5 separate regions of the Mus musculus genome follow, and regions 1, 3, 4 and 5 are each linked to region 2. A link is a contact called in public promoter capture Hi-C data. All regions are on one chromosome and are shown on one strand. The core of a region is the stretch at or near the end of the contact, and the rest is flanking DNA. Distances in the headings are between cores, read along the strand shown.

Evidence for each region. Promoter capture Hi-C pulls out the DNA fragments that hold promoters and counts their contacts.
Region 1: a contact with region 2 is called in a promoter capture Hi-C map of liver, with 3 times the contacts expected there. The contact joins the promoter of Dram1 here to the promoter of Ascl4 in region 2. A contact is called at or near these places in 4 of 39 promoter capture datasets (hippocampal neurons, liver and pre-B cells) and 1 of 9 other capture datasets (adipose tissue).
Region 3: a contact with region 2 is called in a promoter capture Hi-C map of pre-B cells, with 5 times the contacts expected there. The contact joins the promoter of Parpbp here to the promoter of Ascl4 in region 2. A contact is called at or near these places in 5 of 39 promoter capture datasets (the C10 cell line, hippocampal neurons, liver and 1 more).
Region 4: a promoter capture Hi-C map of liver shows a contact between it and region 2, with 7 times the contacts expected there. The contact joins the enhancer-like site here to the promoter of Ascl4 in region 2. A contact is called at or near these places in 5 of 39 promoter capture datasets (the 3T3-L1 cell line, the C10 cell line, hippocampal neurons and 2 more) and 1 of 115 datasets of contacts at active chromatin or transcription factors (forebrain).
Region 5: a contact with region 2 is called in a promoter capture Hi-C map of liver, with 5 times the contacts expected there. The contact joins the promoter of D10Wsu102e here to the promoter of Ascl4 in region 2. A contact is called at or near these places in 4 of 39 promoter capture datasets (hippocampal neurons, liver and pre-B cells).

Annotation. Positions count from the first base shown.
Region 1 is chr10:88,355,815-88,360,539 of GRCm38.p6, reverse strand. Dram1 (DNA-damage regulated autophagy modulator 1) reads left to right here and starts at 3,465. Exons shown (of 7, transcript NM_027878.2): 1 at 3,465-3,748. The coding sequence starts at 3,618.
Region 2 is chr10:85,924,951-85,929,462 of GRCm38.p6, reverse strand. It overlaps Ascl4 (achaete-scute family bHLH transcription factor 4), which reads right to left and starts at 2,061. Exons shown (of 1, transcript NM_001163614.2): 1 at 1-2,061. The coding sequence starts at 972. The coding sequence ends at 538.
Region 3 is chr10:88,143,936-88,148,621 of GRCm38.p6, reverse strand. It overlaps Parpbp (PARP1 binding protein), which reads left to right and starts at 1,681. Exons shown (of 11, transcript NM_029249.2): 1 at 1,681-2,126; 2 at 4,527-4,682. The coding sequence starts at 4,530. Nup37 (nucleoporin 37) reads right to left here and starts at 1,630. Exons shown (of 10, transcript NM_027191.2): 1 at 1,550-1,630; 2 at 243-460. The coding sequence starts at 398.
Region 4 is chr10:88,781,348-88,785,793 of GRCm38.p6, reverse strand. Utp20 (UTP20 small subunit processome component) reads left to right here. Exons shown (of 62, transcript NM_175158.3): 28 at 3,078-3,221. Among named protein-coding and RNA genes, the nearest start is that of Utp20, 43 kb to the left of the region's middle. Within about 2 kb of position 1,408, at least 25 of the 459 cell types and tissues checked have an H3K27ac peak or open chromatin away from gene starts, as enhancers often do. A contact at or near this core is called in liver, where this site is marked.
Region 5 is chr10:83,358,232-83,362,587 of GRCm38.p6, reverse strand. D10Wsu102e (DNA segment, Chr 10, Wayne State University 102, expressed) reads right to left here and starts at 2,367. Exons shown (of 4, transcript NM_026579.3): 1 at 2,215-2,367; 2 at 455-541. The coding sequence starts at 2,329.

The DNA of each region.
Region 1 (4,725 bases), core at 2,216-4,715, 2.4 Mb before region 2:
TGACTGCTCTTCCAGAGGTCCTGAGTTCAATTCCCAGCAAACCCATGGTGGCTCACAACCATCTATAATGGGGTCTGATGCCCTCTGAAGATAGCTACAATGTATTCATATAAATGAAATAAATAAATATTAAAAAAAACAACTTAAATTCAGTAGTTTATAGCTACCGTGAAGATGGAAGTAATGTTTGACAGACACACCCATATTAGTGGATGGCAAAGAAAACCATGCCATCCTCAGGTGAGTTAGGATGCTCACATAGATTAAGACATTTACTCGCTCTTTTGGCAGGGCAATGTCTCGGGGGGGGGGGGGGGAAAGAACTGAAGTGTGCAAAGTCAAAGTATTCCCTGTTCTTTTACATACAGAAGTAAGAGTTGGACATGGTGCTGGGGCAGTGGCTCAATGGTTAAATGCAATGACTGCTGTTCCAAAAGACCCCGGGTTCAAATCCCAAGAAAGTACTTAATGGCTTACAGCTGTTTGAACTGTCAGGCAGTGGTGGCACATACCTTTAATCCCAGCACTTGGGAGGCAGAGGCAGGTAGAATTCTGAGTTCAAGGTCAGCCTGGTCTACAGAGTGAGTTCTGGGACAGCCAGGGCTACACAGAGAAACCTTGTCTCAGAAAAAAAAAAGGGGGGGGTGTAGTGGTGCACAGCTGTAAAACTAGGAGTTGGGAAGATCTGCTGTATGGCAATTATTTGAAAGAGAACAGTATCCTCTCAGGGCTGTTTGACACCAGGTGCTGTGCACACACACACACACACACACACACGCGCACACGCACACACACACGCACGCACACACACACGCGCACACACACACACGCACACACACGCGCACACGCACACACACACGGTTAGTTATAGTTGTATACCTGTAGGGATCCAGCTTGCTATGAATGACTATCATTACATGGGTCATAGCTGCTGTCCTGCCTGCCAGGTGGTCCTGGCATGCATCCTATTTAGTTTGGTTTCTCTTGCTGTGATAAAATACCAACCAAAACCTTTCTCCACAGGGAAGCAAAGCTTGATCACAGAGGGAAGTCATGACAGGAACTTAAGGCAGGACCCGAAGCAGACCATGGAGGAACGTTGCTTACTTAGCTGTCTCTCCATGCGCTCAGTTTTCTTTTTATATGACCTGGGACTGCCTGGTAAGTAGTGGTATGATCCATTGTGGACTGGACCTTCCTGTATCAACCATTTATCAAGAAAATGCCCCTCAGGCTAGCCTACAAGTTAGTCTGCAGGAGGCATTTTCTCAGTTGATGTTCTCTCTTTTCAGATAACCATAGCTTGTGTCAAAATTGCAAAAACAAAACAACAACAACAACAACAAAAACCACAAAAAAACCTAATAAGCTTATTCCAAATTCTTTAAGGACTAAGTCTCTACAAAGGCCGATGAAGACCTTTGAACCTGCGTCTCTTAGCTAATGTTTGACATGTGAATAGATTTTGAGAAAGTCCTGGTTGGGGACCAGCAAGAGAGCTCTGTGGCTAAGCCTGATGTTCTACGTTTGATTCCCCAGAATCCGCATACCCACATGGTAGAAAGAGAGACTCGGCTTTTCTAAGTAGCCCTGACCTTCACGCACATACCATGGCCTGAGCACAAGCTATCATGTGTGCACACACAATATAAATATGTAAACCTATAGAGAAGTGGGAGAAAGAGAAAGCCCAGGTACCTAAAGTTGGCTGCAGGCTTTTGCATAGCATAGCAGTTCAACCCTTCCGTCTTCCATTGTGACCGATATGATCTAATTTCCTGAAACCCAAGACATGCTTTTGTTGGCAAGTCTAAATAGATTGATTTTGGTGTTGCCTTGGATTTAATTGCCTCTTTGCTTTCTGGCACCAGCAGCCTTTGGTTGTCAGTCCCCATACACACTTGCAGTCATTACTGTCCTTGCTGTGACTAATTACCTAAGAAAAGGCTGCTTAAAGGTGGAAGGACTTATTTTGGCTCACAGTTCACAGGAATTCGGCCCACCATGGCAGGCAAGTCACACAGTAGACCAACTTGATCTGAAGCACCGAGGGAGGGAGAAAATGTTCCCCTGGCTTTCTCTTCCTCTCCTTTTTATTCACTCAGAGCCCATGGGATGGTGCTGCTTGCTTGAAGTTAAGCCTTTTTGGGAAATGCCTTCAGAGACACATCCATGGTGTGTTACATTAATATTCTAGGTATCTCCTAATATCATTAAGTTGGCAATTGAAATGAATCATCATTATGCTGGCTTTCCTCAAAATTAGCATATTCATTGTAATTAACAAAAATCCCTTAAGTAGTCTGCATTTGTCTTTGGGTATACAGCTTTACCTTGTATCTTAGTCAGGGTTTGTATTCCTGCACAAACATCATGACCAAGAAGCAGGTTGGGGAGGAAAGGGTTTACTCAGCTTACACTTCCACATTGCTGTTCATCACCAAAGGAAGTCAGGACAGGAACTCACAATCCCTGTAGGCTATTCCCTAGCATGGTATGGCACACAAGGCACATTTATGTGGCTGAGATGAACCTGTATTAGGTCATCTATGGCCAAAAGTGGGCTCAGAATTCCCAAACTATAGCTCAGACCCGCAGAGCTGGCCAGTGCTTCAGGAACACCAATTGGTTTGGTTTAGGTGGTGTCTGGCTGGGTGGATCTGAAATGGATCAAGTCATCTTGTCTTGCTGCTAGGAAATAAATACTCCAAGTAGAATTGGTGGGAACAGATATATACTCCAAGTAGCTTTTGGTGGGTGGGCCAGGGCTGGATCCAACCCTTTCTGTCACTTGCCTGAATTAGATCCTTTGTCCATTCTAGGCAAGTGCTCTACCATTGGGCTAAATTTCCAGCTCTTTAGAGGGCGGCTCACTAAGCTGCGAATTCAGACCTTGAACTTGTGATCCTCCTGCTTCAGCCTCCTTAGTAGCCAGGCAGCAGGGATGACAGACTTGTGCTATCAGGCCTGGTTACTATGCGATTTGGCTTTCCCGCTGCTTATCACAAAGGTGTATGTGACGTCCATGCCCAGTGGCCCAAACACCACTGAGCCCCTTTGCCTGAACCCCAGAACCCATAGCGGGACCCGATGGGGTGCGCATCACTGGTGGCCAAGGCTCTGGAAGGAAGCTCAGTGGGTGCTGGAGAGAGAGGCTCAGAGGAAAAACCCCCAAGGGAAGGAGGAGCTGGGAATCCAGCCAGTTTGGCGGGACTTGCCCAAGAGCTGGCCAGCCTCGCGGGGTCCCGCGTCTCCCGCCGCACCCACCCGTCGCTGTATCAAGCAAAAGCGAAAGGAAGCCGAGCGGTCCCGCGTGGCGTGGCGTGGGCGGGGAGGTGGCTGCGCGCTCTAGCTCCGCGGGACCAGGCTGCCGCTTTGTGACTTCACCGGTTTCGCAACAAGCCAGGACCGCCCGCGCCCCACCCACCCGGCTGCCCGTCCGCCCTCCGCCCTCGGGTCTCTGAGCGCTTCCCTCCCTCCGGGGCTGGGCCTGTCCCGGCCGTCCCGGAGTCTCTGTCCCGCCGCGCCGTTAGCTGTCTGTGTCTTGGCCACCGCCTCCAGGCAGTCCGCAGCAAGCCAGCTTCTTGGTCCGACGAGCTCAGCGCCCTCTCACCGCGATGCTGTGCTTCCTCAGGGGAATGGCTTTCGTCCCCTTCCTCCTGGTGACTTGGTCGTCCGCAGCCTTCATCATCTCCTACGTGGTCGCGGTGCTCTCTGGGCACGTCAACCCCTTTCTCCCCTATATCAGGTGAGGGGCAAGAGGAGCGTGAGGGAGGGACCAGGTGAGCTGAGAGGGAGGGAAGGCGTGCAAGCCAGGCATGGGTAGTGGAAATTCTTGAGGTAGTGGAAAGGTGTGACAAGATAATCTCTGGGATCCCCGGGCAAGTTTAGAGAGTCAGGAAGCACGTGTGGGTTCTGCCTTTAATGAGAAACAGTGCTCAGAGCCGCGCATCAAGCAGACAGCTAGACAGCTGGTGGCACCTTTAGACCTGGGGTATGGGATAAAATCTTGGGGAGAGCCTTCTTTGGTGACACTCAGACAAGGAGAGTTCCTAAGATACCATTTATTGTAAGTAGATCCAGGCATGTGGCAAACCGCTCACTTATTTCTCTTCCCAACAACTCCTGGCTCCTCCCCTCCCTCCCTCTCCCCCTCTCTGTCTCTGAGACTGGATCTCCCTATGTAGCCCAGGTTGGCCTGAAGTCTAGGGTGGTATACACAAGTCTACCTTCTTCTGCTTCTCTAGTGCTGGGATTTAAAAGTCTTCACCACCACAGGGGGCTCATTTCTAACAGCTAAAATTTCTTTTCCATGAAAGAAAATGGAGGTTTAAACTGGTGGAGATACACCAGTAGGTCATTGGCGTAAAAGCAACCCTGGACCCCTTGTGCCAACAGCAGCACCTTTAGGATGGACCTGCCTCATACTCCTCTGGACCTGGTGCCTCTAAAGTCAGAGTCCTCAAGTTGTCAAAACCTGTGAAGTTTCTTGCCCTTATTTATTACTTTGTTTCCTACTTAGTCTCCGTCTTTCCTGAGGGTCCTTTATCCACAGCTGGGACAACAGCTTGATCCTCCTTTTTTGTTTATTAGATATTTTCTTCATTTACATTTCAAACCCTATCCCCAAAGTCCCCTATACCCTCCCCCCACCCTGCTCCCCAACCCACCCACTCCTGCTGCTTAGCCCTGGCATTCCCCTGTACTGGGGCATATGATCTTCAA
Region 2 (4,512 bases), core at 812-3,311:
CTACCTCTTGCGGACGAAGCAAGATAGGTCAAGCATTGTCCTTTTTAGCACAGCGACGTTCAGGTCCAGCAGATGCTCCACAAATGTCTTATGGAGTGTCCTACCCTCAGTGAGGTGTTGAGATTTCCAGTGCATTTCCCAATTGGAAGGAATGAGTGAGAATGTTCCTCTCGCGTGAAGGACTGTCTCGTGTGTGTGTGTGTGTGTGTGTGTGTGTGTGTGTGTTTCTTCTCTGGCTAAGGTTTCTTAAAGTCCTTTGTGTTTTTAAAATCACCGCATAGATTTGAGATGGCCCTTCTGTGCTTCAAAAATACGAGAATTGAGTTTCCTTAAGCATTTTTAAGCTGCAAACTCGGAACCAATGAAGGTGAAAGGGGACAAAAAAAAAAAAAAAAAAAAAAAACCAAACTCTCTAAACATTCAATTACCTTTCTTTCCTAGATCCAGAAGCACTTAGTTGTTTTCTGGTTTTTGGTTTTGTTTTAAAGATCTAGGCCCGGAGAAGCAACCATGAAAGCCCAGTGGGCTAGGATGCTGCTAGCTACGCTCCTCAGACTCGCTGCAGGGCGAGGCTCCGGAGGATGCTTTGGACTCGCCATCGCTGTTGCAGTCCGGCCGGTGGCGCTCCAGCAGCTCCTGCAGTTGCTTGATGTAGCTGATGGCGGCGCGCAGCGTCTCCACCTTGCTGAGCCGCTGGCCCGCCAGCTCGCGCGGCAGGTGCTGGCGGAGGCGCGCGTAGCCCTCGTTCACACAGCGCACGCGCTGCCGCTCGCGCTCGTTGCGTTGGCGCAAAAAGGCGGGCTCGGCGACGCCCCCAAGCGGCAGGGACGAGTACGGCCGTCTCCGCGCGCAGTCCGCGGCATCCTGGCGCACCGAGACCCTGCAGGGCTCCCTCCCGGGCAGCGCGCCCAGCGGCGCTGTACGTAGCGCGGACGGCAGGGCAAGCAGTCCGGCCGATCTGCGTTTTTCCATTCTCTGCGAAAAAGCACGCAGATGACTCTCTCACCTTGAAGACGAGACTGGAAGCTGTCGTAGCGGAGATTCTGGTCCATCCAGACTTCCCGGTCTGTCTCTGGAGAAGTTTCTAGGTCCAGAAGTTAGGTACCTGAGCACACTTGGAGTGAACTTTGCATGATTTCCGAAGCAGGTTGCTCTTCTTGGGTCTTTATAAAGCTTCAGAGAAGAAGGGGCAAAGATAGAGGGCTCGCCTCATCAACGCTTGTATCCATGTGCTTCCTCTGATCTTAGTTTAAGAGTTAACATAGGGTTCCCAGCCTGGATAGACGGTCGCACTCTAAGCAGATTGATCTTTCAAAGCTGCCCAATTGTTGTAATTCACTCCTTGGGTCAGCAAGTGTGGCTATCCGGGAGCCCGAACTTGTTCAGGAATTGAGCAGAGAGCCTCCCCAGGCACTGGCTGATCGGCTGGCCAACAGAGCGAAAGTTTACTCCGGCGTTCTCCTTGAAAATCCAAACTTGACTGCCCTTTGTGGTTTCCGGCGTTCAGGTCTGATGGAAAGAGCTTTCAGAGTGTTTGCAAACATACCTCTCTGCTCTTTCATTTCTGGGGAGGTGGAGAAGAAGCGCTCATCAAAGGGAAGACTGCTCTCTTGTGGTTAGACGATGTGTCAAGTCCTCCTTGGACCTCCGGGGAAGCCCGAGGTTTTCTTCTGCGAAATAGAATCTTTAAAAACCAAATTAGACACTTTTCAAAGGAATCAAGAACAAAATATATGTACTTTAGCATCGAATGTAAGGATCCGCACATTGTGTTCTAAGGTATGTTTAACGCGGGGCCCTTTGTGCTTCTGCTGCTCTGTAAAAACACATCAAAAGCCCGAACAGTAACAAACACTTTTAGCCAGTTATTTCTCGGAGTGCTTACTGTAAACACACCTTTAGTCCTGCCTCCCAACCTCTTCTAATCCCACTCAGGATATAACAATATCTTCCCATAGCACGAAGTATTTTCCTATTGTACTCATCATTAAGTTTATTTCCTCCCCAGAGGACTGGAAAACAACATTTGAAAAGAAGAGAGCCCCAATCCCAAGGAGAAAGGATTTGGCTTTGAAGGCTTGTCTTTTTAACACTCAGGGCCCCGCCCCCCCCTCCCCCCCCCCCCCCCCCGCACCACCACCACACACACAAATGAATAATTAATCCATCTGTGCTGGTAAAGGGCTTTGAAGATGAAAGTGTCATTAAAAATCCAACTATACTGGTTAATGTCAAAGAGTGTTATCGCATGGAAAAATCAGATTTCCTGCAAACCAACACATTAAAGGCATCTTCTACTTGAAAAGTCCAACTTAAAAACGAGAGGCAAAACCCCCTGAATTTACAACCAGACTTGACTCTTTTCTGGAAGCTAGGGTGTTGCCCTAACATGTTGGGTTTTTTTTTTCTTTTTTCTTTTTTTTAAAGGAGCCCTCTGCTTCTATATTTACTAAAGTTTACAGTCTAACTGATCAGCCTGAAGCAATTGGAAATTTGCATCGAGGCAAATGAAATAGAAATAATTATTCCTTTTCGGTATCAGTTGTCCCATGTTAGATGTAGCTCCCTATGGGCTTATACTGGCAAACAACTCCCTGTGGCACCATGAGTTCTTACGTCATCACTTTTGCACTAGTTGAGAAAGCATTCCTATTCGCCAGGGTAGACTCCCAGACCATGAGTTCCTTCATAGGGCCAGGTCAAAGATTTTGAACTTCCTTGCTAAGAGTGACAAGAGAAAATGAGATAATTGAAAACGAACATGACATAGATCTGTTTTTATTTCCCAGATTGACAACAAATAAAAAAGCCTGCAAGTGGGGGTTGGGGGAAGAGGAAAAAAAAAAAAGAAAAAGCTTGCAAGTCAGGTGTGGGGGTGCACACCCTTTTATTCTAGCCCTGGAGAGACAGAGGCAGGCCAGCCTGGTTAACATAACAAGTTCTAAGCCAGTCAGGATTGTTTTTTATATTAAAATAAAATAAAATAAAATAAAATAAAATAAAATAAAAGCAGATAAAGGCTGACTAACAACTGCCCGTGTTGAGGACTTGTAGGAGGGTGGAAGCATAAATCACTCAAGTGTTTGGGGAAGGAATGATTATAATTCACAGCATATTTATTATGCCACCGCCTTTGATCCACAGAAAGAAATGCATCACTACAGGTTTATACGTAACTACAGACACACACCAAGCACAGCATTTGTAGTGAGTTAAAAAGGAGACCAGGGGTGTGCCTGGGGCTGCTTACCTATACAATCCCAGCTCTGTTGGGCTGCTTACCTATACAATCCCAGCTCTGTTGGGCTGCTTACCTATACAATCCCAGCTCTGTTGGGAGCCTTGGCAGGATGGCTGCAAGTTCAAGGCCTGCATAATGCTACCTGTAGATGTGCATTCCGGGCTGACCATGAGGTGTTGGATAACCAGTTGGTGTGCTTTTCTCTGGGGGAAGATTATGTCTCATCCTTAGTAGCCTGTAGTTCCCTGGGGAGGGCTGGGGCTTCAGGGGCTTTCCCTGTCCACAGTAGTGTGTCTATTGCTGTTGCTTTCCCCTATAGACACAGTAGTGTGTCTATTGCTGTTGCTTTCCCCTATAGACACAGTAGTGTGTCTATTGCTGTTGCTTTCCCCTATAGACACAGTAGTGTGTCTATTGCTGTTTGCCCTTGTTCTGCTCGTACTTAGACAGCTGTGTTAGCGAGTCTGACTTATGTGTTGAAGAATATATATGTTTATAATATCCATATATGTATGTTTCAACAATTAATAAAAAAAAAGAGACCATAAATTTGAAAAAGTTTGAGGAGGAGGTATATATGGGAAGGTTTGGAGGGAGGGAAGGAAAGGGGGAATTGGTGTGACTATATTATAATCTCAAGAAAAATATAAAAGAAATAACTGCAATTTCAAAAGTAAAATAAATCTTAAAAAGAAAAGAATGTTCAAGGCCTGCCTGGGCTGCAGAGTGAGTCAAAGCCAGAGAGGGCAGCCTGTGAGACTGTGTCCCAAAGCCAGTCAAGGTGGCCTGTGAGACTGTCCCAAAGTCAGTCAGGGCGGCCTGTGAGACTGTGTCTAAAAAGACAAAATAAAAAGAGGATGGTGCGCCGGGCGTGGTGGCACACACCTTTATCCCAGCACTTGGGAGGCAGAGGCAGGCAGATTTCTGAGTATGAGGTCAGCCTGGTCTACAAAGTGAGTTCCAGGACAGCCAGGGCTATACAGAGAATCCCTGTCTCGAAAAAAATAAATAAATAAAAATAAAAATAAAAAGAGGATGGTGTATGGTGGTGGTGCACACCTTTGATACCAGCACCCAGGAAGCAGAGGCAGGTGGATATCTAGGAGTTCAAGGCCAACCTGGTCTATGAGTGAGTTCCAGTACAGCCAAGGCTATCCTGTGTTGAAAAACAAACAAACAAACAAACAAACAAACAAACAAACAGTAAAGAGTTGGAGTTATCCTTAGGTTCTGTTCCAAGGAAGTAGGGTGAAGAGGACACAGGACACAGT
Region 3 (4,686 bases), core at 432-2,931, 2.2 Mb before region 2:
TGGACTTTATCAGAATACACCTCTACGAATCATTGGTGAAAGAAGACCTTCATTGTTTTTACATCTATCATCTATATAATGTATACACATGTCTCAACAATTAGTAACGGGAATTCCCTGTAGATCTTCAAAAAATTTTTTTTTCTTGTATTAAAAGCAACATACTTTTAAGTTCAGCTTTGGTTTGTACACATTACTGATAAAGTATCTCTACTGTCACTCCGTATAGTTTGTGGACTAACCTGAAACGTACACATGCCAACAACCACATAATTACTGCCGCCATATGCAATCAGGTTTCCTGAATCTCCACTCTCAAAGGGATTAAATTCTACCACGTGCACATAATCTTCGCAATCCACGGTGTACGCAGCATTTCTTGTAGCATCTTGCTTCATCTTGTATCCCAAAGCTGGAGCAGTTGTAAGAATCAAATAGTTGTTTATTGCCTGTCAGGAAACTGTGGATCACAAACAAAATTTACAAAGTGTTTGTCATTCAACAGAAGAATCATAATGGGGCTTGGTATAGCAATGTCAGAGCCAGCTCAAAAGAGAAGTCTGCTTATATTAACACACACATGAATAAATTTAATACAAATAGAGTCCTAAGATTATTAAGCAATAGAGATGCAGCACTATTTGTAGTTGGAAAGTTGTACTGACACTGTCATATGCAAGAGTACCATAAACGCCGGTACTACCAATAGTCCCTTCTTTGCCTATGAAGAAATTTGCCAAGTTCGTCAACAGGTTGAGGATTTAAAAGATTTAGCATGTGTTGGGCCTACATGCTAGAGAAAACACAAATACACACACCTGCCTATCTCAGGACTATGCTACATTATTTGTTCGAATTATATGACCTTTAACATTCTAATTTGACAGACCACCTGAACTATCAAGGGTCCGATGAACTGGAAAGTCCCACCCCTGCCTAAAGACACATGGAGTCCAAGAGCCTTGAAGGATAATATCAGGTAGCAATAGTTATAACCAACCATTACCCATGCAATAAAATAAGGAGATTAAAAAATACAGGCTCTGGAGTAATGTGTGATACTAACGTTATTAACACCTGTCACAATCCTCAACTAATTTGTCTCGAGACAGGTAGTGTGTACTGTAGAAATAGCATTCTCACGTGCAAATTAATTTTTACTTTGTTGTTAATGAAAAGGAGGCACCCTAGGCTAAGAAAGAACACGTAAAATCCTGAGTTATCTGCTGAGTTTTTTCAGATTAAGTCCCATCTCAGAGAGACTGGACACATGTTACGCGGGACCGGCAGGTGAGAAGACCATAGAGCAGAGAGGTATAAGGCATGCAGGGGACTTGAGGTCCGGATTTGATGGCAACCCCTGACCTCCAGGTCTTTAAAGCCCTGGGTCAATATTCCCAGGGTCCCTGGAGTTGTGTCCCCCACGCGTCGCCCGAGAAAACCCACTCCCACCTCGCGAGGTCACAAGGAAGAGCTCTGGAGAACAGGGAAGCGCCCCTGGGGAAGCAGCACAAGCTGGCGATCCCCGGTCACCGCACTCGATACGCACCTAAAGCAGGGGAGGCGACCTGGGCAAGGCTCTCCCGACCATAGGTGGCCAGGGCGTGCGCCCGCTCTGCTTCCGGGTCGGAGGGCGAGCGCGGCGATTGGTTCCCAGGTCGTGCCGCGAGATTTGAAAGGGACGCCGAGGCGATTCAAACCTCTGCCTTCCGGCGTCCTGGCTGCGCTGCTCCTCCCTCCGCTTGCACCCAGCCTGGGTCACTGGACGAGGTGGGTCTGGTCTCTTCTGTGCCCCCGGGTCGCAGTTCCAGTGGGCATTCGGGCTGCTGCTCTGCGAACGCATCTCGGTGACAGCGACGTGCCAGCCAGTGGCGTTGTCTGCGCAGTGGCTTCGCCCCGACTTCACGGTGTCCCGTGGAAAAAAAGACGCTAGGGCTTCGGCAAGACCGAAACCCATCAAAATCTTCTTTTAGTCCGTTAGATCGGGGATCTGGCACACGACGAGTGCAGGCTTCTCAGATTTTCTGTCGTTGCATCCTTCAGAGGGCCATTCCGGACCAGGCAAGAAGAATAACTGTCACCTGTCATCTTTTAATGGAGATTTGCTAAGTGCTGGCAATAAGGAGGTTGGCTATTTCCTTCACTGGTGCCTTATAATTCTGTTAAGTAGTCCCAATTATGGACGTGGAGAAATTTGTGGTAATCACGAGGTACAGCTAATGCAGGGGTGTGGTGGCAGGGATAGTTAGCTAAGTGTGGTGCTCTCTCACTTTACCTTCCAGCGACAACTACCTGTCTCAGATTTTCTGCTCCAGTGCACTTTGAATCCAGTTTAAAAGCAAGAGTTTATTCCCTCTGACACCTTCTGTTTTGTTCATATCCAGCGTCTCATCGAGTCTTCACAACAGGCTGGGAGGTAGAACAGAGGGGGCGGCATAGTCCTGATTGCTTTGTGACCATTCTTATACCTGGGCAGCCAGATCTAAAGTTAGGTAACCCTGGAAAAGCTGGAACTACAGTGGATATTGGCATGCCAGCCCAGATGCCTGTTGGTGAATAGCCAGATCTAGAACTAAACATGGTTTTACATGTTTAAATGGTTGATGGAAAAAAAAAATATTTCAGGCAAACTAATCATATCACCCATAGCTCATGCTTTTGTGTCTTCTTCAATTTTGTTTTTTAAGAGATAAATAGGAGATAACCTAGGTGCTCATCAGAGAATTGTGAGTGAGGCCTGGGGAGGTGGCTCACTGGATAAAGCGCCTGGACAGCTATGAGGACTGGAATCCAAATCCCCAGGGCTAACGGAGACACTGGTGTAGTAGTCTGCTTGCAACCCCAGTGTGCTAGAGGTGTAGACAAGTGATGCCGGGGCAAGTCAACAAGGTGGAGAGCAGTGGAGAAGACACTCAGTGTCAACCTTGGGCCTCCATACACATGTGCTTACATAAAGGCGAACATATACACACAGCAGACTTGTAAAAAGAGACACAGAGAAGACTGGAAGTAGAGAGGGGACTGATTCCATAGCATGGCTGCCTAGAATACAGACACATCTAGGCTTATTTTGAAAGGGTTCTGTATGCATGCAGAAGTTAGGGAAAACTTAGAAATCTTGAATTTATGCTTTTTTGGCTATTTACTAGCTTCGTGTCATTGAACATTATTTTCTTCATGTGTCAAAACCAGACATTTGTAGACTGACATCATCAGGACACAGGAGATGGAACAAAGTAATTAATATTAAATGGAAAGTATTTGGCACTAAGAAGCTTCATTTGTTCGTTGGCTTATTATCAGTTTGCTGTGTAACAAAACATCAAAAACCATAGTCACTGTACAATAGCAACCGAGTATTTGCTTTGAATCTGTGGGTCGGCAGTTTGGGCTGGTTAAGTTATTGATTCCTCTGCTAGCCTTGAGCAGATGACTGGTGCTGCCGGCTCACCTTCCATGTTGATGGGGTCTCCCCAGGATAAGCTGCCTCTTTCATGGCTGTGAGTTGTATCAGTTGGCAGCAGGAATACCTTACTTCTCTTTGCATGCTTTCTTCAGCACCTTACCCGGGCTTGGGAGTTAGGTCTCCCCAGAGGGGTCATTTGCTAGGAGGAGCAGGAAAGTCAACATTGAGGTGTAGCTGCAGGTGGGAACCACTGTAGCAAAAGGATCAAGGTAGTGTTAGTGAAGGGAAAAGGCATGTGAAGTAGATTGAGGGAGACCAAGCCCAGGCTTCTCAATGTCCTCAGAGAGTCATGCTTAGTTCTCCCAGACACAGGCTGTGACAGTCATGGGGAATGTTGTCTATTGAGGAAAGTTATTAGAAACTCTGCCAGAGTTTTTACTGGGGAGTAGACTCATAGGCATGCCCTGTCCAACATGTACCAAAAGAGACCAGAGTCAAGGAAATTAGGTGTTCATCATAAAACACATATGATTTATAAAAACAGTTCAGCACAGTTAAATACTCTTAATGGAAACTCTACTGGAATCTAAGTTTTTAGAGCCTTGCTATAGTAACTATTTCACACAAACCTCTTAAAGCCTAGGCTTAGAATTCTAATTATTTCATAGTCTACTACTCAAATCAAGTCTAAGACTGTTCCCAATTCAAGTGAGCAGAAAAGAAAACCATTTATTTTGGAACAATACACTCCCACCCCAAATCTACTACATATAGTACCATTTGTCTCAAAACAACTATCTTAAAATACAGATTTAATTAGTGACATCTGTGTCTATAATTACAAATTTGCATGTCTGTTTTATGTGAATTTTCAAAATTGAAGGTTGGATTTTTATGATTTCAAAAGATTTGGCTTAAGAAAACTAAAGGAGAGGAAAATATGATTGGGCAGAAATGGTATTATTTGGTTTTTAAAATTTCATTAAAAGCACTCTTGGTAAATGTAAAATGAGTTCTTGTTCACTGCTTATGTTTTCTAACCATGCTTGCTTACACATGTTAAATGTTACTTTCCAATTAAAACAAGGCACTTTAACATTGTATTCTGTTCTTCTCTAAGAGGATGGCTGTGCTTAATCAGCTGCCCGTCTTGGGTATGATTAAAGAGTTTAGGAGGAGTTGGCGTGCTCTTTGTAGCTCTGAAAGAACTACGTTATGCGGTCCAGACTCCATGCTCCTGGCCCTGCAGCTGTCCATGGCAGAAAACAACAAACAGGTCA
Region 4 (4,446 bases), core at 159-2,658, 2.9 Mb before region 2:
TACTGAGAGGAGAATGTTACAGTTTTCTGTTGAACTGTATTCCATACCTGTTCTGATACAATAGGAATATGGCCCTGAGCTTACTCTGGAGAACGTGGAGAAGTGCGTATGCACATTATAATGCACTGAAGGCTTCTTGGAGTAGTTGGGATTTGAAGTAAAGATCCAGCCTCAGATTTTTGCCTCTGAGCCGTCTCTGTTGATTCATAATATATCCAGTGCCTTCCAAATGCAGTCTTAAGTAGAAGTGGTTGTCAAAGTCTTAAGCTGCTTTTTGGATAGACATAAACCAGCCTTGATGATGAATGGTTGACCAGAGCTGACCCCTGAGGTAGCACAGGTATGGTATGGTCTAAGAAGAGAGAAGCAGAGGTGTCTGGAGCGCAGTGAGCATTCAGTAAGTAAGGTTGGCGCTACAACATGGACCTACATGAGAGAGTGAACATACTGCCTGCTGGGGACTCTCGACACACCTTGAACAGGGGATTGATAAAGACACTGCTGTACGTCGGCTGTGGTTGGACATAGCAGTAAGATTCACTTGAGGCAGACGAAGGAGGACCATGAGTTCGAGGTTAGCCTGGGCTACATTTTTTTTTAAAAATTGCTGTTTTATCCAGGTGTGCTAGCCAACTCTCTGGAAGCAGAGGCAGGTGGATCTCTTGAGTTGGAGGCCAGCCTGGTCTATATATTAAGTTTCAGGAGAGCAAGGACTATATAGTACAACCCTGAGTCAAAAAGGGGGAAAAATGCCTTGGTTGCTTTGTGGGAAAGAGGCTTTGCTTAGAGAAGCCAAGGGTGACACCGAAAAGAGGTCATGGAAAATTGTGTTGTATGCAGATTTAAAAGAGAAGATGACACTTGCCACTTGTGCTTTAGAGCAAGCTGAAGTGTTGTGCACATGTTATGTCATGAAGGGTGTCAAGTTTCATAAAGATTCATCCTTTGGACTTTTGATTAACTTAGAAGTTACTCAGTAATGGGCCTGGCTCCCAAGCCAGTGTTTCGTAACTCAGAGGATCATTTTGTGCAATTTCATGGTTCATTAGTTAGTGAGGTGTTAAGCTTTTTCACGGATGTGGGGCTTCTTGCTCTTTTAAACAAGTCCAAGGAGTTCCTCTAAGAGGCATAGTAAGTCGCCCCATGGTGGTTTTGTCTGAGTGTGCGTTTGAGCTCAGTTATACACTTGCTTTTTATGGCTCTGATAGCCTCTGGGGTGTTGGCTGACGTGAAGTGTGTGTTGTTAAGGTTGTAAATGGTTTTGTGATGTTTGTACATTGAAGCAGTGACTCATACATAAATATACATAAAATCTACAACTGCCTATTTCCCAGCTTTCCTCTAGTTTGGTCAGCAATCATGGAGTAAACTGGACAGCTGGAACAATAGTTCTACAAATGGATAGGATGTGCCTGTCCTGGCCTGGGGAGAAGCAGGGATGGAGCAAAGTGGGGCACTATTTGAGGTCTTGTTTCCTAACACTGGTTTGTTGTTTGCTCCAGATGATTTTTTAAAGTTATCAGTTTTTTAAAAGTATCAGTGATCGTAGATTTTCTTTTCTACCAAACCTGATTCAAAGGACATCAGGTGTTCACAATGGAGTGGAAGCAGGTCAGAGTGGCTTGTAACTGTGTAACTTCCTGAGTCTGCCTGTTAGTCGGTGACTGGATCGGGGCAGACCGTGTGTGAGGTTTCACGATCCTTGTGCTTATGCAGCAGATTAAGAGTACCCTTGTTCATAGTCCCTTGAATTTAAAATGAGTTACTGTATGTTTAGATATCTGTTGATTAGTGTTGACTTTTCCTGGCAGGTACCTTCCTTTAGTTTTATTCATGGTGCCTTAGAAACAGACTTGACATTCTTTGGTGGTGGCACATGCCTTGAATCCCAGCACTGGGGAAGTAGAGGCAAATTGATCTTTGAGTTCGAGAACAGCCTGGTCTACAGAGTGAGTTCTAAGATTGCCAAGGCTACACAGAGAAATCCTGTCTCGAAAAACCAAAAGAAAAAAAAAAGTCATTAACTACGTAAGAGGATTTTCTTTGTTGCCCTAAGTTTTAGGATGATTCTTAGGTAAAGCTGTAGGTAAATAAGGTCATATATAAAAGTGCTGCCATTTAAATATTTAACAACCACAATATAGTGATCAGGTAGAAAGGTAGTCAGTTTGAGTTCTCTCTGAGGCTTTTGACATTATTTGTTTGGAAGGCATCACTCTGAGGCCCTTGCCTCTTCCTCTCTGGATCTAGACCTATTCATTCTTTAATAGTCTATTGGAAATTCTGCCTTTGCATAATGTCTGCCCTTCCCGGGTTTATAAAACTCTTCACATATTGAACTATACATAATTTTCAGTCCCTCATATAAGTATGGACTATGGGTATGATGCCATTGTTGGAGACTCAGTGAATAAATCCACTCTGAGGCTGCATTCTTGTGGTTTCACACCACACAGGAAAGGAGACGTGATGTCTGGTTAACACTTGCTGACTCTCCAGCCTCTGTGCCTGTACATGGGTACATCTGTTTGGTTGGTTGGTTGGTTGGTTGGTTGGTTTGGTTTGGTTTTTCAAGACAGGGTTTCTCTGTATAGCCCTGACTGTCCTGGAATTCACTTTGTAGACCAGGCTGGCCTTGAACTCAGAAATCCACCTTCTGCCTCCCCAAGTGCTGAGATTAAAGGCGTGTTTTTATTATTGTTTTGTGCATATGAGTGTTTTGGCTGTATATCTGTGCACTGTGTACATGCAGTGCCCTCAGAGGCCAGAAAAGGACATTGAATCCCCTAGAAGTGGAGTTAGAGTTGGATGTGGATGCTGGGAACTGAGCCTGTGTCCTGTGCAAGAGCAGCCAGTGTTATTAAATACCAATAGCATCTCCTCCAGGCTGGGTCTCTTTTCCTGCCACACAAACAAGAGTGCCTCTCTACAGAGATCAGGTGTGTGTGTGTGTGAGTGAGTGTGTGTGTGTGTGTGTGTGTGTGTGTGTGTGTGTGTATGTTATGTATGTATGTATGTTTCTGTGAGAGGTGTATATATGTGTGATGTTTATGTTTGAAAAATATCTTTGTTTACAGATTCAGTTGAGATTTATTAACCCACTGAAAAATTTAAGACGTTTGGGAATCAAGATGGTCACTGATATCTTTTTGGATTGGGAATCCTATCAGTTCAAAGCAGAAGAAATTGATGCTGTGTTTCATGGTACAGTTTGGCCCCAGGTAAACCAGGATTTCTACATCCTGCCTAGCCCTTCTACTTCTCCCTTTATTTTTAATTTGCCAGCATAGACTACCACCCAGACATCAATGTTGTCTACTTTTTCTTACATCAAGACTCATTTCTGCAGATTGTTAGAACCCTGAGTTAGACCTAAAGATCAAGAGACAGTGGCATATATACTGAAGGTTAGCTTGAATATGACTGTGTGCCTTAAAGAACCCTGTCCTAACTGCCTTAGCCCCTCATTCTAACAAACACAGGGGAAGGTGTGTGTTGTTTGTCCTGCATTTCTTTACTGATGTCTCTGCTTGTGACCGGTTGTCATGGTAACTAGTGTAGTTAGCTAGCTAAGAAGGTGAAGGGAGGAGCTTGATTTGAGAATAGTTTTAGTTGTGTAAATTCAGTCATTTCTGACCATTTGAATCCCCAAATAGCTGGTTCCAGTATGGAAACACTCCTTGCACTGTGCCTGCCATTTTGCTGCTTCTCTACATCTGTCCTCTATGTGTGCTCTCTGCCCTGCTCTGTTTCCCTACATCTGTCCTCTATGTGTGCTCTCTGCCCTCTCTGTTTCCCCACATCTGTCCTCTATGTGTGTTCTCTGCCCTCTCTGTTTCCCCACATCTGTCCTCTATGTGTGTTCTCTGCCCTCTCTGTTTCCCCACATCTGTCCTCTATGTGTGTTCTCTGCCCTCTCTGTTTCCCCACATCTGTCCTCTATGTGTGCTCTCTGCCCTGCTCTGTTTCCCCACATCTGTCCTCTACATGTGTTCTCTGCCCTCTCTGTTTCCCCACATCTGTCCTCTATGTGTGTTCTCTGCCCTCTCTGTTTCCCCACATCTGTCCTCTATGTGTGTTCTCTGCCCTCTCCGTTTCCCCACATCTGTCCTCTATGTGTGCTCTCTGCCCTGCTCTGTTTCCCCACATCTGTCCTCTACATGTGTTCTCTGCCCTCTCTGTTTCCCCACATCTGTCCTCTATGTGTGCTCTCTGCCCTGCTCTGTTTCCCCACATCTGTCCTTTGTGTGTGCTCTCTACCCTGCTCTGTTTCCCTAAATCTGTCCTCTATGTGTGCTCTCTGTTTCCCCACATCTGTCCTCTATGTGTGCTCTCTGCCCTGCTCTGTTTCCCCACATCTGTCCTCTATGTGTGCTCTCTGCCCTGCTCTGTTTCCCAACATCTGTCCTCTATGTGTGCTCTGTTTCCCCACATCTGTCCTCTATG
Region 5 (4,356 bases), core at 1,118-3,617, 2.6 Mb after region 2:
GAGTTCCAGGCCAGCCAGGGATAAAAAGTGAGACTGTCGTGGGAGGGGAGGAAAAAAAAATGGCCCAGCAGCATGTAGCAGTAATCCTAGAGTGGGGTGAGGCAGGAGAATCTGGGGTTCAGGGACATTCTCAGCTACACAGGGAAGCATGAGGCCTGGACGACATGAGACCCCGTCTCAAGGAAAACAAAGCTAACTAGACCATAGCTAGCTGGGCCTTTTGGGGTTTCAAAAACACCTTTTATTCTGAAAACAAAAAAAAAAAAAAAAAAAAAAAAACAAAAAGCCTGCAACCAGGGAATTAACATGAGAAATTCTATTCCTCAGTCATTTACACAATATATTTGATTCTACGGTTTGATATGTGCCATGAAGACAGACTGTCCCCATCAAATAATGGATTAACTAGCCTCAATTGGGGGAGTGCCCTCTAGAGTAGAAACTAGGTACTTACAAGGGCTCCTCTGCATCCGAACTGTTTGAAGTGTAGAGGTCTTTCTGGGATGAGGCTTAGAGCTGATGAGCAACTGGTCCCAGATACCTGAAACCACACACACAAAACAATTCATGGCATAAAACAGCCCTGAGCAACAAGTGCAACTCAGAAATGAGATGAGCCTCTACACCAAAGAACTGTGAGAGCCGGGCCCATCAGCACAGCCTGAAGTCTGAACCACCCCTAACTCTGACAGAGGAGGAGCCAACACTCCTGTCTGTACGTCTATCTCCCCAACCTCTAGTACTGATCTAATAAATACACATTGACAAACAGGGAGGGGGACTAGGCATGGCAGGGCACACTCAAAAGACAGGCAAGTGGATCTCTGTGCTCCAGGCCAGCCAAGGCTATGTCTCAAGCACTAGCTGCTCTTGTTTGATTCCTAGCACCCACATGGGGGCTCAACTGGACTATAATTCCAGTACCAGAGCATTCGACACTTTGTGACCTCTTAAGGCAACAGGGATGCACAACGCACAACTTTAAACAGCACAGTTAGCAAAATGTAGACCTGCAATGAGTCTTTGATTTTAGTTAAGAAATTCAGATATGCTTTAATCCCAACACTTAAGAGGCACAGGCAAGAGTTCGAGGCTTGCCTGATCTACAGAGTAAGTTTCAGAACAATCAGGGCAACACAGAGAATCACTGTCTTGAAACACACACACACACACACACACACACACACAAAAGGTAAGTCAGAAGTCAGAAATAGGGCCCAAAAAGAGGGTTTTATGGACACAGTGCTTGCCTCCCAAATTGGAAGCGCTATTCACTCCCCACATAGTAGGAAGAGAGAATAGCCCCCTCCACATACCAGAGGTACATAATACAGAGAACCAGAAACGGTTATGTAGACTTGGGCAAGTCAGACTGGGCTTTTTTTTTTTTGTAGAATATACTTGCCTAGCTCTCCTACCTAGAAGGTGCTCAATTTAAAAAATTAATTATTCCGAGTTGCACCTTTCCAAACAAACCAACTGCCCAGTCCAAGCAACAAACACTGAAGACTCAAGCCTTTGCCCACTTTTTTTTTTTTTTTTTTTTTTTTTGTATTTTGTTCTTTGTTTATTCGAGACAGGGTTTCTCTGTAGCCCTGGCTGTCCTGGAACTCACTTTGTAGACCAGGCTGGCCTCGAACTCAAAAATACGCCTGCCTCTGCCTCTCCAAATGCTGCCAGGCTGGGCGGTTCCTAATGAACTCTACAAGGACCACCTGGCCTGGACCGGCTTGGCAGGTAGAGGAAAAAAAAAAAAAGAACCACCACCGCCCAGCGCCGGGCTGGCCTAGTCGTACCCCGGACAGACCCCGGCAGCGTCTCGGGCTCCGTGGCATCCCCTCCCAATTAGCGTCCCAGACTCCGCGGTATCTCCGACCTCCGCAGCGTCTCGGACTCTCTCGGTGTCCCATACCCCCGCAGCGTTCCAGGCTCCCCGGCATCCCTAGCCATCGCAGGGTCTCTGGCTCCTCGGCGTCCGCGGCCCCGCAATAACCCGGACCCCCGACTCCCCACAGCGTCTCGAGCTCCTTGGCTTCCCCGGCCCTGCCGCGTCTCGGGCGCCTCAGTGTCCCAGAACCCCGCAGCGTGCCCGGTCCCCGGTAGCATCCCCAACCTCCTGCAGTGTCTCCAGTAGCGTTCCCGGGTCCCGCAGTGTCCCTGACCCAGCAGCGTTCCGTGTCCCTCCAACCCACCCCGCTCTCCACCGTCGCTCACCTCCCGAACCCTCGCTCCCCGCCGTCAGCAGCTCCCTGGACACCGTGACCTGCGAGCAGGCTACAGAAGACGAAGAAACACCAGGACCGGTCCCGCGCTCGCCCTGGAACTCCATGCTTCCAACCCAGCGCCACTGAAAGAAGCCCGGATATAGGAAGGCACGGGGAAGGGGCGGGGTCAAGGCAGCAATTGGCCGAAACTAGGAGGTGGGCGGTGACTTACGGGTGCGTGGCCAGAGCTCGCGCCTAGAGATGAAGTTCAGACCCACGGGAACCGGAAGCGGGGGTGGGGCCGAGGCGGGGTGGAGGATGGGAACAAGGCACCACACTGCGTGGGCGGAGCGCTGCGGATGCACGTGTCAGGCGCCTAGTCTACCCCAGCCCAAGTCTAGCCCTAGTCTCCTCCTTTATTGTTGTTAGAAAAGAATCAACCCGGCTTGGTCAAGCTAAGCAAATGCAAGCATGAAGAAGGTGGTGCGAGGCCTTTGTCGTTATTTCCATTTTTGTTGTTGTTTGGGGAGGTTTCTGTGGTCTTCAGTTTGTAGCAATCCTGCTTTAGTCTTCCAGATGCCATAGAGGTGGGAGCCACCACACCCAGTTTCTTTTCATTTTCTATATTTTATTTTTTGTCATCCTGGCTGGCCCAGGTTGACTTCAAAATCACCATTTTCCAGCTTCCATTTCCGTGTACTTAAATCTACAGCCGCCCATTACCATACTTTGTTGTTTGTTAAAGCCTCACCAAGTTACCCCGGTTGACCTGGTACTCAAAGTCCACCTAGGTCCTAAATAGCCTGGATTTCAGGTCTGGATGACCAGACCCCAGCTTAGTTTACTATTTAACTGTAAACACAAAACCCAGAAGTGTTAAGAATGCTGTTTACGTTGCTATATATACAGCATGCCTTTGGAACACTGTCATGTCAAAATCCTAAAAGGTTGTTCCAGGTGGTAGTTAAAAGGTAGAGCTGTGAGTGAGGCACTGAGTTTGGTCTCCTACAGAAAAACAAATCCTTCATTTCTAAAAAGCTGAAACAAAACCCCTGAATGACAAACCCCATTCCTCCCCTCTTCCTGCCCCTGGGACCCAATGCTCATGGTTTTGTTGAGAACAAGCGAAAGAAACGTATTCCAAGTGCTACCATTTCATTTCCAGACTCCCATTTAATCATAGGGAGAAACTTAATTCACGGTCCCAGTCTCTAGGGAAGCTGGGGACTTCCCTATATCAGAACAGCTTCTGTTGTAAACAGTTGTCTGTGTGAACGCATCTCCTCAGGGACAATGTGTAAGGAGACAGTTATCTGAGTCCAGCCATCTCAGGGACAACTTCTCCATCTTGCTGGCAGGGTCAAGCAAGTTCATGTTCCCAGACCTAGGAACGAACACCTGTCCCAAGTCTACATGTTTTCCTAATTGTCTGTTAACTGGTAGAGAGCAGAGGAATTGCTATTATCTAAATCAAGGTGTGTAAGTTTTAAAAATATATAACTAATTGCCTGGTATGCACTAGTTAACTACATGCAGCTGACCCACTCCTCCCCACCCCCACCCCACCCCACCCCACCCCTGCTTCCTTATCACTCTGAGCTCTGCACCTAATGGAATTAAGGGCCTTGAAACCAGGTGCCCTGGATATGGCCCAGTACTCCCTTGTTTAACTTATAATGTCAAAACACAATTGGATAAGACTGCAGCTCCCCCCAGCTCCCCTCTCAGGGCTACACAGAGAAACCCTGTCTCGAAAAACAAAAACAAAACAAAACAAAAAGTACAATCTCCCTTCCAGGACGAGGTTCAGACCCCATACTAGCTGCCTCCCTGAGTGCTCAGAAAATAAAGCTTTTGTTTTTAAAGCTTCCATCTCTGAAGTGAGTTGTCTCAGCTCCCACCCCAAACCCAATAATTTCTCTTTCCGTGTAACTAGAATCATAAACTCTTGTTTGTGTAACTAGCATATTTCACTGAGAAGAATGTCTTCAAGGTTTATTGAAAAGGATATCTTTCAATTTTAATGTTGAATAATATGCTCTTGAATTTTGTACCACACTTTCTTTGGGGGGCGGGGCAGGGATTTGTTTTGGGGGGAACACTGTATAACCTAGGCTATATAGTTGAACTCCATGCTATCGATCTTCAAACA